2 separate regions of the Zea mays genome follow, and region 2 is linked to region 1. The links are chromatin contacts, called in public Hi-C maps. All regions are on one chromosome and are shown on one strand. Each heading gives the region's core, a stretch centred on a gene start, on an enhancer-like site or on the middle of the called end of the contact. The rest is flanking DNA. Distances are from core to core; before and after follow the strand shown. Region 1 holds the start of LOC100275821 (plant-specific domain TIGR01589 family protein expressed). Region 2 holds the start of LOC778438.

What was found. A called contact is a pair of places that touch in the nucleus more often than the background predicts.
Region 2: a Hi-C map of bundle sheath shows a contact between it and region 1, with 2.6 times the contacts expected there. The contact joins the promoter of LOC778438 here to the promoter of LOC100275821 in region 1. A contact is called at or near these places in 2 of 25 Hi-C or Micro-C datasets (bundle sheath and endosperm).

Annotation. Positions count from the first base shown.
Region 1 is chr3:186,794,855-186,800,117 of Zm-B73-REFERENCE-NAM-5.0, forward strand. LOC100275821 (plant-specific domain TIGR01589 family protein expressed) reads right to left here and starts at 2,256. Exons shown (of 4, transcript NR_175400.1): 1 at 2,055-2,256; 2 at 1,784-1,889; 3 at 1,090-1,577; 4 at 333-929.
Region 2 is chr3:187,161,047-187,166,309 of Zm-B73-REFERENCE-NAM-5.0, forward strand. LOC778438 reads right to left here and starts at 3,009. Exons shown (of 14, transcript NM_001112460.1): 1 at 2,522-3,009; 2 at 1,743-1,905; 3 at 1,602-1,650; 4 at 1,379-1,492; 5 at 479-1,285; 6 at 277-372; 7 at 78-193. The coding sequence starts at 2,927.

The DNA.
Region 1 (5,263 bases), core at 1,006-3,505:
CTGGTCCACCCCATTTCTGCTGCCGTGTGTGTGTGTGTGTGTGTGTGTGATCTGTGATACTAGCATGAAACCCCCGTGCCGTCAGTAGCTAGCTTGCTTGCTTGGAGTAGCGTGCCTGAAACATGGCTCGATCGGCGGCGGGTAGCTGAAAACGACGTACGCGTACAGCCCGGGGGGAAAGCACGGCCAAAACGACGGAAGAGCAGTAGAGTAGACCACGCAGCCAGAGCACGGCCGGTGGCCAGCAGCAGACAACGATGCGAGCACGTCAGCTCTACCAGCCCCCGTGCCCGACACTCGACTTGGTTCCAAACTCCCGAAGCACAAAAGCCGGGCTCGATTCTTGTGGACGCGTACAGCGAGTGGCATGCATACCGGCCTGTGTAGCGGTCACAAGTACGTGTGCACGTGCCTAGCTACATGTCAACATGACAGGAGTGAGCCCGGCCGAGCCTCTTGGACCGGCTGTGTACTGCGTGCGCTGTTGCAGGCTGCTCCGACCAAACAAGACGTCACGCGCACGCCTGGGAATTTGCCAGCCACCGTAGACGTCCTGCTCAGAAGCGCCCGGCGCCAAAAGGAGGGTGGCTGGGCCTGGGGGAGGAAGAAATCTCGCGTGCTTTGTTGGCCTTGGCCCCGGCGCCCGGCCGTCCTGTCTGTTCGACGGATCGCCAGAGCAGAGCACGTACGTACGTCGAGACGCGAGACCGACCACCGGGACAAGAACGGCCTCTTTCTTCTGACAGTAACCACCACCACCTCCACCAGTCGTGTCGTGTCCTTCAAACACGCTAAGCCGGGTGAATATTCGCCCGGCCGCCACGTGTGCAGGGCCCACACGCATGCAGCGCAACACCGTCCGTCGCTCCCTCCCCCTGCTCGCGGTACGGCGGCGCCTGTAGATCGAGAATCTTCGATCGTCCTGAGATCTGGATCATACTAGGTTTAATCAATCTGTCTACCCATAATACACATGGTCATGCAGCCTCCTACACACATAATCACACTGGCGACCGATGCTGATATATATATAGTCTATAGATAGCTAGAGAGAGCAGCTCTCTCTCTCGATCGATAGATGTACCGTACCTCCTGCATCGACCACATTCGATCGTAGCCACAGGAGCGGCACGGCTGATCGAGCGAGCGAGAGCTCTAGTCGTTGTCCTTGTCTGATCTCTTGGAAGAAGCGGAAGGATCCTTCCGGCTGTTCTCCTTCGCCATGACGCGCCGTTCCTGTCCATCAGACGGCGGGTCCTTCCTCTTCTCCTTCTTCTCCACGACGCGCTGTTCCTGTCCATCAGCCGACGCCGACGCCGATGGTGGGTCCTGCTTCCTCTTCTCCTTCTCCACGACGACGCGATTATGTTCCTGTACTCCATCAGATGGTGGGTGCTTCTTCTGCTCCAGCGCCGGCTCTTGTGAGCAGCAGCTCTGTTGGACTTGGAGACGCGGAGGAGGATGGTGACCAGCAGCCGCCGCTTCCTGCAGGTTCCTGGGGCCTCCTCCTCCTCCTCCCCGATCCTTCTTGTACGTCTCGAAGAACTCCCTGTTCTCCTTCTCTAGCTCCTTCCACACTGGCAGCGTATACATATATATAATGCCAAGAAGAAATCGTCAATGACACGTACGGCCGGCTGCTGGTAGGTTTTGGCGTCAACGCTAGCTAGCTATACTCTTGAATCTTGGTTAATCGCTTGCAAGAATAATGCCGAAGTGGAAACACGAGAGTAGAACAAGAATAGCCATCGAGAAGAAGAAGAAGAAAACGACGACGACGTACCGGTGGACGTGACGACGGGCATGATCTTGGCGTGCTTCTCCAACGTCTCCATGCACTCCTCCTTGTTCAGCTTGTAGCAGATGCACTTCTCGATCAGATGCTGCACCTGGATATCAGACATGCGTGCGCAATAATACGCACAGAACCTAGCTTGCATCAATCACCACCACCTTGCGTGCACGCCAGCACAAGAGGCAATCGAACCGTACTCTCAATGCACGGGCCGGGCGCGGAAGATAGTCCGCGCACGCGCGCGCGCGGCAGAACTTACCAGTCTGATGTACGAAGCCGCCGGAGACGAGGAGGCGTCGTCGTCCATGGCCGCCGCCGGCCGAGCTGCGAGAAACAACCGGCCGCCGGGGGGCCCCGCTGTCGTCTACGACACGGATCGGGGATCGAAGCGCTAGCTAGCTTCTCTGACGGATGCTGCCGCGGGACGTGTGCTGGAGGAGGTAGAGCTCGGCGATCGCGGGGGACGGGGATGGATGGAGAGCGCGGGCGGCGGGTAGCGCCGGCGGGGCGGTAGAAATAGAGGCGCGGGAGGAGAGGGAGACATGGCGCGATCGGGCGCATGCGCATGCCAGGCAGGGAGGGAGGGCGGCGTGGGGTCGAGCCGGTCACGTGGGTGCCGCCTCCCCATTCGCGGAGAGGCGCGGGAGGGGATTCTTGCGGGCCCACGCCTCGCCTCGCCTTACCCTTTTCGTTTGTGGTGAAACTTGGTTGCCAACCCTCCGCCGTTCCTTTCAGCCGATCGGCGGAGGCGCGTCCACTTGAGGACCGTCGGATCATTCACCGCGCCGGCGGTTGTCTTGGCTGGCTCGCCCTCGCACTAGGCGACAAGATAATTTGACCGTGCCCTGCGTGGCGAACATGTGGAAACAAAAAAGCGCGTGTCCTGTTTGAATTTGAAAATGGTTCGCAGTGCTGCAGGCTGTCCTACGTTCCGGATAGAGGGCGAACACATTCGCTGCTGTTCATACTGTTGTCTCGGGTGCTCACTACTGCTAGTGCTCCATCATACGGAGCCTTGGCCGCTCCTGGAATATGGGAGCCGCGGCCGGGTGGCACGGCTTTCTTTCGCCACTGGCTGCATAGCCCACCCACTCTCATCACATCTCCCGCCACGCGGCGCCTCCCCTTTGGCGGGCGAAATTGCGTCCGTACAGATAATTGGACGACTGACCCACACCGGGTACAGTACGACGGCCGTCAGATCCCATCCATCCGCCGGGAGGGAGACCAAACGGTATAAACCACCTAGCCCTCTTTCTCGCTTAGGTACTGTTACGTGCAATCATGCGACCCGAGACGAGACACGGAAGGCGGGAACCGAAAAGGCGTCATCCATGTTTCTATTCCATGCACGCCACGCACGCCACAGAAAAAATGCGCCCGGGAGAACAAGAAAAGGCAGAGGCCAAGGGACCGGTCACCTACTACAGTGCGCGCGTGAGATATTTCGAGTCCCCCCCCCCCCCTATCCACCGCGATCACAGGCCCGTCCGATCTCGTCCTCGAGTTCCGGGCGCCGCGACGTACACGTAGAAACAAAAGGCGGCCGAGAGCGATCGCCGAGCGGCGAGGTGCGATGCACCCAGTACGAAAAGCCTTTTGAGGTCTCGGTACTTGGTGGTGTCAAGCTCCGACGGCCCCAGCTTGACGGTCCTGCCGTCGCCGCCGCCGCTTCTTCTTCTTCTTGGAGAACACGAAGCTAAAAGCTAGCTAGCAGGCCCGTTACGTACTACGGCTACGTGCGATCGGAATCATGGCTGCCGCTAAAACCGGCTGACCCATGCGATGCGATGCGATGCGCGCGCGTTATCTGGCGAGAGCATGCGGCTGTGATGCGGGCCGGGCCCGGCCGGGCGTGTCGTGTTGCTGGCGAATTGGTGTCAGCGCGTGCGTCATTTCCCGCGGCTTCCCTGGCGCCGGCCCGCCCCCAGCCCCCCACCCCACGTCGTCGTTGTCGCCCGATCCGCGCACTGCACCGGAATGATGGGGGCGCGGATCGGCCGGAGGAAGGAAACGCGTGAGGCGGGCGGCGGTGCCGTGCGAGTCAGTCCCCCCGCCCCCCCGAGTTCTCTCTGGCTTTTCGCCGCGCGCGCAAAAACTCCACGGCCACCGGTGGTGCTGAATTGCTGATGCCGTGGACTAAGTCTAAACCGCATTGTGCATGTGCTGCTTTTTCTCCGATCCGCCGGTGGCTGCAGCTCGTCGCGGCGAGGATGAGATAGCTCGGCTAGGGTAACTAACGGGTGACTCCCGGGAGGGGAGGGAAGGAGAACCGAGAGCAGCCTCCAGGCCGGGCACGGGATGCAGCAGCAGCAGCGTTTCGCTGTCTGGACACGGACGTTTCGGTGCCAATCATGGCACAGAAGAAAAAAAAAAGACCCGGCTCGGCCCGGCACGGTGGAAGTGGAACACCCGCGGTACTAGATGACAGTTGCAGCGCGCTGCTTCGCCGTCGCCGGCGGTCTCTAACGTTGACAGGATCGATGCTCCGCAGACGCTTCGCGTTGCCGCAGGAAATCACGAAAACGATGGCCGGATGGAATCAGAGCGATACCAGCAGGGGGAGGAAAAAAAAAGAAGACACTCTGTAAAGAAATATAGGCTGTGTTTTTTAGGACAATTCACGCACCAGTGGTCAATCTAATCAGTGAACAGTATGTGGACAAGCAAGCCATAAGCAGGCACTACAAAAAAAATAATCTCTCCCAAACGTGCTCTCCAAGACTGAATAGACTATAAGAACATGTGGAGCAGATCGATGCAGTACAGCATGGCTTTGAGCTGGCAACTACATTTTCTTCGAGCTTTCAACAACAGGAAAAATCTAGGTGATGTATCTGTCCTGTTGCTCCTGGGCCAGACGAGCCGAGGATTGGGCATCCGAACAGAGACCTCTAGCTTCCTCAAGATCAGCCTCATAGAGAACATAAGCTCAGAGATGCAAATACTTGCAGGTAGTGAAAGCTCGGTAGATATACCTTGCAGATCTTTTCCCTTTACTAGTTAGTCTTTGCAACCAAGTTGGCAGGGTGACAGTAACTGAATAGCATGTCTGCAAAGAGGGAGAAAAAAAAGATCTGTTATCATCATTTCTCACTTGCTATGAAGGGAGGAGGAGGAGGAGGAGGAGGAGGAGGAGGAGAAATCAGCTTGTGATACCGAACGCCACAGTGAGATCGATTCTGAAAATGAAGGAAATCATGCACGCCACAGATCAGACCAACGAGATACATGCCTAACTTCCAAGGACCTGAGTCTTCTAACTCATATTTGAAAACTAATCCAAGGTATTCGTGGAAATTACCAAATAACAACACACACACACAAATCAAACCTCAAAGATTATCTGCTGTACGATCTCGCCTAAATAGGCAAGACTTTCTTCATCTACATCGATCTCTTCCACTTGTGCTCGGATTGCCAATATCTGTGAAGGGCAATGAGCAAAGACCAATGCAAATTCTGGAC
Region 2 (5,263 bases), core at 1,759-4,258, 370 kb after region 1:
AATATGAGAGAACGGTAAGCAAGAACCACAGATAAATTATTTCTTGGAGATGTATGCAACAATTAATGAAATGGTACCACTCGAAGGGCGAGACTTCTGGGCATTTAACAAACAGATACATCCCACTCTTGTACTTGAAACCCTGTGGCTTCTTCATGTGAATAGAGAGCACATCTCCCGGATAAATTGCTGCCTGCATATACATAACAGAATTTGATTAACAATTACCAGCCAGAAACTCAGAATGAACCAAATCAATTTAGTTCAATAGCTTACCCTCACAATTCCCGCATGGTAGTTGTTCTCACGAAATTTCCTGATGACTCTTTCACAGGCATAGAAGAGGACAGGGACAATCAGGTACATCCATGTCTGAATAAACAATTGAGACCATATGTTATTTTGCTGCTCCCAACACTGACTGAACATGCAGAGGGGAGAATGAGTTTCATCTCAAAGCAAGGTGTCCGAGGTTTACCGTCTTCTTGTACCACTCCCTGGTGAGGAATATGAAGTAGGAGTGCACCACCAGCAGGACATACGCAAGGACCAGCAGGTGGTGAGCGTACCAGAAGGCATTGAAACCGGCAAGGTGGTGTAGCGGCGATGGCAGCTTCACCACACTCCGCCTGAAGGAATGTGTTGCCAGCGTGAAGGAGAAGGACATTATGATGATCATGAGGATTCCGGTAACCCCGGGTGTGCTCTCCAGCAAGCCCAGGTAAGTCGGCTGCTTGTAGTGGAAGTTGGACCCCAAGGTGGCCATGAACTTGTCCGTCGGGCAGCTGATCAGCCTTGGGAAGTCGCAGGTCACGTGTGCGAGCGTGTGGATCGCTGTGGCGATCGCGATGGACAGCGCGATGACCTTGTGGAAGTTGATGTTGTCATCGAAGGGTATGACATGGCTGAGCGCGGTGGACCTGAGCGTCGTCAGCGTATTCCGGCAGACGGGCAGCAGGATGAGAGCCATGTTGAGCTTGAGGATCTCAGCGGCACCCTTGGCGACGCAGACGCAGTAGCCCATCACCTGGAACGCGGTTCGGCGCTTGTACTGCTCGAACTTGTACACGAACAGGGCGACGTTGACGACCAGCCACAGCGTCACGAGCCATATCCGCTTCCAGTTCTCGTGGATGAAGTCCACCGTCTTGGACAGGTGCCGCTTCAGCGGGTTCCGGTACCGCGACGGGATCATCGTCCGCGCCAGGCTCGACGTCGTCCGCTTCAGCTTCTCGGGAGCCTGCGCGCTCACCATGCCCCGGAGCAACGTCTCCAGTTGCCAAATCTGCATCACACCGTTTGGTTGTATAAGCAACGCGTACCACTTATCGCTGTTGGATACGAACAGAAAGCAAAATGTTGTTTCTGCAAGCACGACCTCAATGTAGCCGCGGTCGTCCGGGTCGAGCTCTTCCATGATCAGGGACGCGTAGGTCGCGGCGTGACCCTTCAGCTTGGCTAGCTTGTTCGCTGACGCGCTCAGTATAATAACCTGCCGGGGGGAACAAATTAAAAAACAAATTAATTTGTTGATAATTTAATAAGTTCGTCCACTCCTAAATATTTGGTCATCCAAATCGCGAAAAGTTGCCGTCGCTCACCTCTTTGACCTCATCTTCCGTGAGCATCCCATCGCCGTTCTTGTCGCACCTGAGTCAGACGCAGAGGGGAATTCGTTTTATCAGTAGCCTAACGATGAACATGTCCGTTGGGCCGGGAACGAGGGCGCGGTGGAGCTTTACATGTCAAAGAAAATGCGCAGCCGCGAGTCGAAGTTCTGGTCGGTCATCTCCTCCCAGAACTCCTTGAGCTGCTCTTTGGTGATGCCATCCTCCGGCTCCAGGCTCCGCCTCCGCGCCAGCGCCACGAACAGCTCGCCGGCAAACTCCTTGGAGTCCCCCATGCCTTGGGAATGAGATCAGTCAGTCAGCCACGGATCATCCATTGATCACGCCACGGGCACCAGCAACACGAACAGCTCGCCAGCAAATGATTTTACGCTTGCTGGCAGATGAAAGCATGGGATAGAATTACATGGTGGTGGCCCATGGCGTTACTAGCTAGAATCTTGTTTGTCCGAGCTGACCGATTAGTGCTAAAGGACCACTTTGGGGAGAAACTTCATTAAAATTTGGGAAGAGTCTTTTCTTTCAGCATGATTTGGGAAGACCCTTGGGGAGCGAATGACGGTGGATCTCATCTCAGTTAGGTAGGCTTGGTGGAAACAGGCACAGTTCATTGCAGTACCATGACTCCATGAGAGCTCTTTGAAACACTCAAAAAAAAAAGTAAAGCAAACAAGAATTCCTAAAAGCAAGGAAAGAGATTCGATGCACATATTAACAATTGCTGTCATATGAGTGCCTACGCCTAGCGGTTCTTATCAGCGTCTCAACTATCGATTATTTGGGGTTTATTTCCAGTCTGGATCACACCAAGCACTTAGGCAGCATGTGGCCAACCGACAGAAGAGGCAATCTCGATGGAGCAAGAGCAAGCAGCACACTAGCACTTTGCTTACCGATGCACTTGCCGAAGCTCTCCTTCTGGAGTCGTCCGCTGCCCTTGGCCATGTCGTCGAAGCGGCGCTCGACGGCCTTCCATCCCTCCTTGCCGCCGGAGGTCTTGTCGAGGAAGCGCAAGCCACGGAGCCCCATCTGCGCGCTAGACTGCATCCGCGTCATCCGTCCCGGCCGCATCCCGGCCACGCCCTCGGGCACCTTCATCGACACACGCGAAGCGAACTGCCGCACCCCGGACGCCAGCCGCGACGGCTGCTTCATGAGCCCGCGCGCGAAGCCTCCTGGCGGCGGCGGCAGCCTCCCCGCCCCCGCCCCCGCACCCGCCCCGGGCGATTGGGCCCTGCTGGCCCCGTCGACGGTGATGCCCTCCAGCGGCGGCGATCGCCGGTCCCCGTACCCCGCCATGTCCCGCTCCACCAGATAACCCGCAATGCCGCTCGCCGCCGCCGGCTCGCTCTCAGAGGAGGAGGATGGAGGCTGGGCCCACCTGCGGGCGAGGGGTGGGTGGTGGCGGTGGGGTGGGGTGGGGGGGCAAGAGGAAGCAGGGGGACAGAGATGGCGGGTAACATGCGCTTCCTCTCCCAGTTATAGCCGTTGAGGCGCCGCCCTGCCACGGCGATCTACCTGGCGACGGCGCGCGAGCCGTCGGATACGAGATCGGCGGCCCACGTGGCTATTCCCCCACCCGCCGCGAGATATCGGGTTGGCGCCGCCGTGTCGCGCGAGTTTCTCTTTCCTTCCGGCGTAGGAAAGACCGGGCACGCGTGGGCGTGTATCCACCGTCTGATGGGTACGGACGGTGGGAGATGTGAGTGGCAGGGGGGGCGTTAGGTAGGTAGGGCGTTGAGAAATGTGGCGCCCCGCCCGCCTCCTCTCTTTTGCCGGGCACGGCGGTGCCCTGAGGCTGACAGCTTGGGGCCGAACGGAAAGGGGTTTGTTGGTTCGTGTCGTGTGTGCACGGCTTTGCCGCTGGCAGCCGGGCCACGGCACGGCAGTCATCGGAAGGTGGAGAACAGAAACGAGAGGCGTATCAATGTCCATTTGCTGTGTAGTTTTGGACTAGTGTCATCGATGACGACGACGAACAAAATGAATAGTAGTGTCTGCTTGCACGTTGAAGTTTGCCAGTTCCCCTGCATACCCACACGGGGCCAAGCAACAAAACCCCTTTTGCTGATTGAAATGACTGGAGTGGGAAACGATACTATCGTCGATTGCACGCCCGACCGCGCCGTGATGGATTGAGAGGAGAGAACAGGAACACTTGGTCTGAGCTGCCGGCCATCTCATGCATGGATTGGGATCCTCTGAATTTGTCGATGGGTCACTGACACGCGGGACTGAGCAGTAGTGGGTCCTACGTGCAGTGACACAACTGCACAAATGCACAAATTCAGAGGACCCGCGTCCCTCATGCATATTCTCATGCCGGGCAGCCGGAGCATCACGGCAACGAGACGCATGGGGCGCATGGCCTCCTGATTTGGTGATCGAGGTGGAGTCACTCGTGGAGATGTCAGAGGCCCGGCCGTGCGAGCCACGTGATTTCTGACGTTGAAGAGCGCCGGCAGTGTGTGTGATCGGGTTCAGACAGAATTCTCCTCGCATCGCACGCAGGTAATCCACGCTTGTACCTTGCTTCTGAATGCTGTCTGCAGCGAAGTATATAGTATTACAGTATATCAGGCCCTGTTTTTTTTTTCACGCGTCTGAAATTCGCAGGCGTGTCGTCAGGTAGCCTCGTCTCTTTCCAGTTCGCAGCGCCAAAGGCCAAAAGCATCAGATGTGCAAAGCCAGAGCCACGCGTCGTTGTTGCCCGGTGGAGCTTTCCCGAAAGGCGCCAGCGATCTGAAATCCTGTCTGGCGCTGCGGTGTGCTTTGTTTTTAGGCACCTTGACGATCTATCATTGCGGCCTCTGAACAAACGCTACTATATAGTAGGAGTAGTAATTACTAGCTAGGACAACTTTACTTTACCATTACAGTACCAAGCATGCATGCGCAACTCGTCGATGTCATCAAAATACTTACTGCAAGCTAATGCGTAGTAAGAATAGTTAGAATTTGCGTGGATCCTGGGCCTGGAGTAGAGCACTTCGTCCTCCATTGGTCGTCAAGCACGAAACGACAAGGAGGTTAGCTCACCGAATTTGTTGACCACTCTCCTCCAACTGCGACACAGCTAACAGCGTCTTTCGGTCGTTGGCAGCTGGAGACTGCACTCGATCGCAAATTCGCGGTGCAACCAACAGCTTCTGCCTGCGGAGTCCTACCGGTACGCGAGCTGAAGCTCTGGCGCGCGCGGAGCGAAGGAAGACACAACTAGACACCACGCCACACCGTTGCCTGCCGCCGGCCCATGCCACCGCTTTCAGCGGCCACGACGCGGCTGGAGACATGAGACACCTGAAACCGGCCAAAAAAGGGAGGGAGGGAGAGGGAGCGAGTGCGACGGCGGCGGCGGCGAGAGTTGCCGGTGCCTAATCGGCTTCCGCTTGCGATCGAGCGAGTCACCAGTGGAGCTCGCTGTCGGTGGGTCTCTCTCGCTGTCAGCCACCAGGGCTCGCTGTCGGGCCGTCGCGGGGGCCCTCCGGCGGCTCCGCGCCATGGCCCTGCGTTGCGTTGCTTTTGCACCTGGCCAGCCGCCAGCTCGACTGACAGCGAGTTTAACCAGAGTTTGCGTTTCCTTTCGCCATCACAATTCACAAGGAAGAGGAAGGTTTTATCACGATGCTCCTTTA